Regions from separate parts of the Mus musculus genome. Here region 1 is linked to region 2. The links are chromatin contacts, called in public Hi-C maps. All regions are on one chromosome and are shown on one strand. The core of a region is the stretch at or near the end of the contact, and the rest is flanking DNA. Distances in the headings are between cores, read along the strand shown.

Region 1 (2,700 bases), core at 138-2,637, 85 kb after region 2:
TGCAAGCCTGATAGCTGAACTTAATGCCTGGAACCCATACCAAAGTGAAAGAGGAGAACTTTCTCACTTCTCAGTGTGGTCCTTTGACCATACACAGCTCCCCCAACTGGGCAATAATAATAAAAACTAAGTGCAGAGCAGAGACTACATCCTGATGCTAACTAAGGTGTAATGGGTGCTGTTTAAGTTACCTGTATTTCCCTGTAATAACTTGGTTTAGTCTGGAAGTCTCTAGGAAGGATATGTTAAAATGTTAAAAGGATATGTAAAAACATGGGTTCCAGCTCTCACTGTAGACTGGTAAACATTTAAATATATGGTGTATATGTGTACTCATGCCTTTATATTTTGTAGATTCTTTGACTATATTTTATTCTAACATTAAGATGCATATTCAAATTTTCACAATTTGAATATGTATTTTTATTTGGATTATAAGCTAAAGCATTAAGTTACTTTATTTTAAGATTTTCCTTTTTATTAATTAATTTATTTTTTAATGTATAAGAGTGTTGGGCCTCCATGAACATAGTGTGCACATAAGAGGGCTTTGGATTCCTGGGTCTGGAGTTACAGGTGGTTTACAAGTTCCATGTGGTGCTGGGAATTAAACTGAGGTCTTTTGCAAAACAGTAAGTGCTTTTAACTATTGAGCCAACTTACCAGCCCAAGTTACTTCCTTAATTAAGTTTATCGGTTGGTTTTGAGACCCGAACCCTGTTTGATCTGGCTTCAGGCTGACGATGTAGCTTCTTGGCGTGTCTAGCTGTCGCTACAGATTCTGCGGAATCTGACTTAAGCTGTCAGGCTTGTGGGAGAAGTAGAAAAAAACTGATCTGAGTGAACTGATAATAGTTGAATTTCTTAATTGTAACTACTTCAGTGGTTAGGTCAAGAATTATTTTATAAAAATTTGGAAAGAATTCAACCTGGCTTAAGGGTATTTCTTGTGTTTGTCTGGATATTTTGTTTTGTTTGGTTTCTATTGATTTGTCCTACTTGCTTTTATAATAAAAGGATCTGTATGTCTTTTGAATTTTAGTTACTTTAAATTCCTTGCTTCAACTCAGAAACTTACCCACTTGAATGTTGTATGGAAAGTGTGACTTGTGTTTTTCTGATTTTCTGTAACTTTTCAGCTTGCCTAAGGTAGTCAAAAGACGAGTGAATGCTCTCAAGAATCTTCAGGTTAAATGTGCACAGATAGAAGCCAAATTCTATGAGGAAGTTCATGATCTCGAGAGGAAGTATGCTGTTCTCTATCAGCCTTTATTTGATAAGGTAATTATTTATACTGCTTTGTAAGGTAACTCAGGAGACAGGCTTGGTACTTGGATCTCTCAGTGGGGGGAGGAGGTATTAGAGGTGTCTGAGAGCAGCAGTGGCCAGGATTAAAGGCTGTGGTAGGTAGTTACTAATTAACCCAGAAACCAGGAGTGTCAGGGTTTGGGTGCTAATGTTCTTACATAAGCTGTCTCTTTATTTTAGCGATTTGAGATCATTAATGCAATCTATGAACCTACAGAAGAAGAATGCGAGTGGAAACCAGATGAGGAGGATGAAGTTTCGGTTAGTACCTTGTAGTTTCCTGTATTTTAGATGCTAGGATGGACCATAACCAGTTGTTTGAAGTAGCATTTATAAGCAACTTTGTAAATACTGGGGATAAGATGAGCTATTCCTCAGCCTGGCAGTGCCTCCTTTTGCATTTCAAGCGTCTCCTGTAGTTTCCTTTGAGCTTTTGAGGACTGTTGGAAGAGCATGTGATTTTCAGGTGAAAAGCTTTGCTGTGACCTACCTGCCTGCAGTGAAGGATGACGGCGGTGAGGGAAGGCTGTGCTGAGCTAGGGGACCATGCTTCTTAACGTAGCTGCTCTGCAGGGTATGATCAGGGCATTTGAGTAAGGACCTCAAGCTGAACACTGGACAAGGTTTTTGTTTGCTGTGGTTAAAGATCTTGTTACTGACTCTTCAAGTTCTTGATGTGCGTGGTGGGTCTTTCTAAGGTGGCGATGAGAGCATTGATTGCTATGGGATTGAAGTTTTCCAATGTGTTAGTTGAAGGTTTATCAGGAGACTTATCATAGTAGTCATTACGTTGTTTGCTGGCCTTTTTCAAGGAGGAGCTGAAAGAAAAGGCCAAGATTGAAGATGAGAAAAAGGATGAAGAAAAAGAAGACCCGAAAGGAATTCCTGAATTTTGGTTGACAGTGTTTAAGAATGTTGACTTGCTCAGTGACATGGTTCAGGTAATTTAATTCACAAAGCCACCTGTTAACTCAAAAGAAAATCTTGATATCTGTGGTTTCCTTATGATTTAAAAAAAATTTTTTTTGTTTTTTTTTGGGGGGGGGCGGGGGGTTGGTTTTTTGAGACAGGGTTTCTCTGTATAGTCCTGGCTGTCCTGGAACTCACTTTGTAGACCAGGCTGGCCTCGAACTCAGAAATCCACCTGCCTCTGCCTCCCGAGTGCTGGGATTAAAGATGTGTGCCACCATGCCCGGCGTTCCTTATGGTTTTATATAAAGAAAATTCAGGTTTGGTTATCAGAATAATTTAAAATTCATTAATGAAGTGGTATCTTTGATCATTCTTAGTTGGTGCTTTCTCACTGTTTATAATACCTTTTTGTTTTTCTGTACTTAGTATCAAGGTAGGGTTGGTGAAAAAATACTAGTGTTTAATTTGTATTGCACTAAA
Region 2 (2,700 bases), core at 91-2,590:
GGGATTCTGGCTTGTACTGAATACCAGCTGAGGTATCTCTTTTGGATTCTGGATTATACTTGAAGACCAGCTGAGACATCTAGCCTCGTGAATTGAACAACTACTGAATTCTTAGGTCTTCTATTAGTAGACAGCCAGTGTTGGACTAGCTGGACCACAGCATGTAAGCCACTCTAGAAATCCTCTTTCTATATCGAGGTAGAGATTCATTCTATCAGTTCTATTCCTCCAGTGAACCCTAATACATGTTCTATAATACATGCACCGAGTCTCACACATACATTTAGATGGATGGATAGATAGATAAATAGATAGATAGATAGATAGATAGATAGATGCTCACACATATAATGAAAATATTTTAATATAATTTAATTAAAGGTGTGTGCACCCGATTCACCAGCAAGAAAGACGCCACAACAGGATCCTTCTGCACATGTTTATTGGGAGAGCTTGATTGCAGAGGCGAAAAGACTCCGAGCCCCAGAACTGGCACTGCTTATATAGGTCTAGGAGAGGTGTGTCTAAACCTGATTGGTTATGCTTTCAGTACCTCATTTACATGTCTGCCCCTGATTGGTTATGCTTTCAGTACCTCATTTACATGCCCCGGTCCAGGCAGTGACTTGGCAAAAAACTCTACTGCACATGCGCACATTGGTTGTTTACCCAAACTTATGGGTGGTGGCCAGTGGTAGCCAGCGCCACCTTGTAATGGCGTATGTGGCTTCCCACAAAAGGTAGTTTTTAAAAGAAGAATGCCTAAATTGGCCTTAAATCCTAGGCTCTCAGCCTCTAAAATGTTGGGAAAACAGATGTGTGGAATCTCAGCTGCCTTTGTTTGGTTTTTGTTTTGTGGTTGGGACATATGATCTCACTGTGGCCTTGGTCTCATCATCCTTGACCTCTCAAATACTGGGATTGTAGCTATGTGCCGCCGTCTTCTGCTTAGGCAATCAGAGGGGACCATCACTGTGTGTACACTCCACCATTGATCAGAAACAATGTCGTCAAAGCACGGCTGTTTACACGTGTAACCCGGATTCCTACTGAAGCACCTTTGACCCAGGATGTGGTGAAATCCATGTACTTCTGAGTTTGAGATCCTCACTCAAATGTGAATAAGAAGAAAAAAGAATATTTTCCCCTGGGCAGCTTTCAAATAATGAGTTGGGAGTTTGACACTCTTGTTGGTCTGTGTCCCTTGTCTTCCCCATCCCATAACCTTCAATGTCCATGGTATTCCTGCATCCTAATGAAAATGCACATTGTTGTCGGGTATCCTCCAGAGAAGGCTGCTCAGACATGGCTGTAAGCCAATAGGAAGTCTTTATTAGCTGGCTGGTAACTACACAGTTCAGGATCCCAGTGTAGCCTGGAACTTTTCTCACTGTGAGCTTTTAAGCACACAAACCCATCTTCTGGGTTGGCATACTTCACTTAACAAGAACCGCCAGCCAGAAGTGAAACTACGAAAGATAAAAAACAAGGTTAGCACATTTAGAGACTTTCCCAAAACTGTGGACTTTGGTGGATTAGGTTTTTGGTTTTTTTTGTTTGTTTTTGGTTTTGGTTTTTTGGATTTTTTTTGGGGGGGGGGTGTTGAGACAGGGTTTCTCTGTATCATCCTGGCTGTCCTAGAACTCACTTTTGTAGACCAGGCTGGCCTCGAACTCAGAAATCCACCTGCCTCTGCCTCCCAAGTGCTGGGATTAAAGGCTTGCGCCACCACTGCCTGGCAGGTCTTTGTTTTCATTTTGGCAGATGGTCCTGTCTACACGCTAAGTTTCATCGCCTGAGTGGTACTTCCATCATGGAGTCAGTTGTGCTAAGGTCTGGGTCCCTGTTACATACATGTATGTATGTATGTATGTATGTATGTATGTATGTCCACAGTTGTGGGAATTAGACTCAGGGCCTCATGTGCTGGGCAGATGCTCTACTTTGGAACCATACCCCAGCACAAACACTTCCATCTTTGTTAGTCTTTCGTGTTTTATGACTCAAACCCCAACTATAGGTAAAACTCACCCTGATTACTGTAGAAATTTCAGGCATCTGTTTGGAGGAATATAATCTCTGTAAAGGACTTGGTAAAATAAGCAGGAGGATAGATGCTATTATCAGTCCGGGGCAGGGTGGCGTTTTATTCTGATCTGAATGTGACACCCTATAGCATCCTATGGAGCAGGCTTACTCTAGCTGTTACCAAGAGCTCTGTCTTCCCCAAATCTGTCCTGCTGATCATAAATGTTTCCTATTTCAAAGCCCAGAAAGTCTAAATTCAGTTATTAAAAGAAAAAAAAAAATCAAGCTGGATGTGGCAGCTCCGGCCATAATCTCAGCATGGATGCCAGGTGTTAGAGGCCAGCCTGGGCTACATAGAGAGTTCCAGTCCAGGCTAGCTGGGACAAAGAGCGAGTGAGACCTTGTGTCATAAGAGAAAGAGAAGGGTTGGGATATAAAAAAAAAAAAACAAAGAAAACCAGTTTCTATGGCTACAGGAGGAGCTTTTGCGATACAAAGTGATAATTTTTCATAGTTCCAGGTCAGTCAGTTTAATGCATGGCAGACATAAAAAGACTTTCAAACTCATGAACTCCTTGGCTGGCAATATAATCTGCAGGCCCCCCCCACCCGAGAAATAAGGGAATAGTATACAAGAATATTTGTTTGAAATTTTTAAAATTTATTATTAAT

The links. A called contact is a pair of places that touch in the nucleus more often than the background predicts.
Region 1: a Hi-C map of liver shows a contact between it and region 2, with 3 times the contacts expected there. The contact joins two enhancer-like sites. A contact is called at or near these places in 3 of 39 promoter capture datasets (the HPC-7 cell line and liver), 5 of 484 Hi-C or Micro-C datasets (cerebral cortex, large pre-B cells, liver and 1 more), 4 of 115 datasets of contacts at active chromatin or transcription factors (bone marrow-derived dendritic cells, embryonic stem cells and pancreatic cancer cells) and 2 of 9 other capture datasets (adipose tissue and pancreatic islet).

What each region holds. Positions count from the first base shown.
Region 1 is chr10:111,488,889-111,491,588 of GRCm38.p6, forward strand. It overlaps Nap1l1 (nucleosome assembly protein 1-like 1), which reads left to right. Exons shown (of 16, transcript NM_015781.5): 5 at 1,140-1,281; 6 at 1,489-1,569; 7 at 2,121-2,249. Among named protein-coding and RNA genes, the nearest start is that of Gm25117, 8.7 kb to the left of the region's middle. Within about 2 kb of position 1,388, at least 15 of the 459 cell types and tissues checked have an H3K27ac peak or open chromatin away from gene starts, as enhancers often do. A contact at or near this core is called in liver, where this site is marked.
Region 2 is chr10:111,404,296-111,406,995 of GRCm38.p6, forward strand. No RefSeq gene overlaps it. Among named protein-coding and RNA genes, the nearest start is that of Gm30145, 27 kb to the left of the region's middle. Within about 2 kb of position 1,341, at least 4 of the 459 cell types and tissues checked have an H3K27ac peak or open chromatin away from gene starts, as enhancers often do. A contact at or near this core is called in liver, where this site is marked.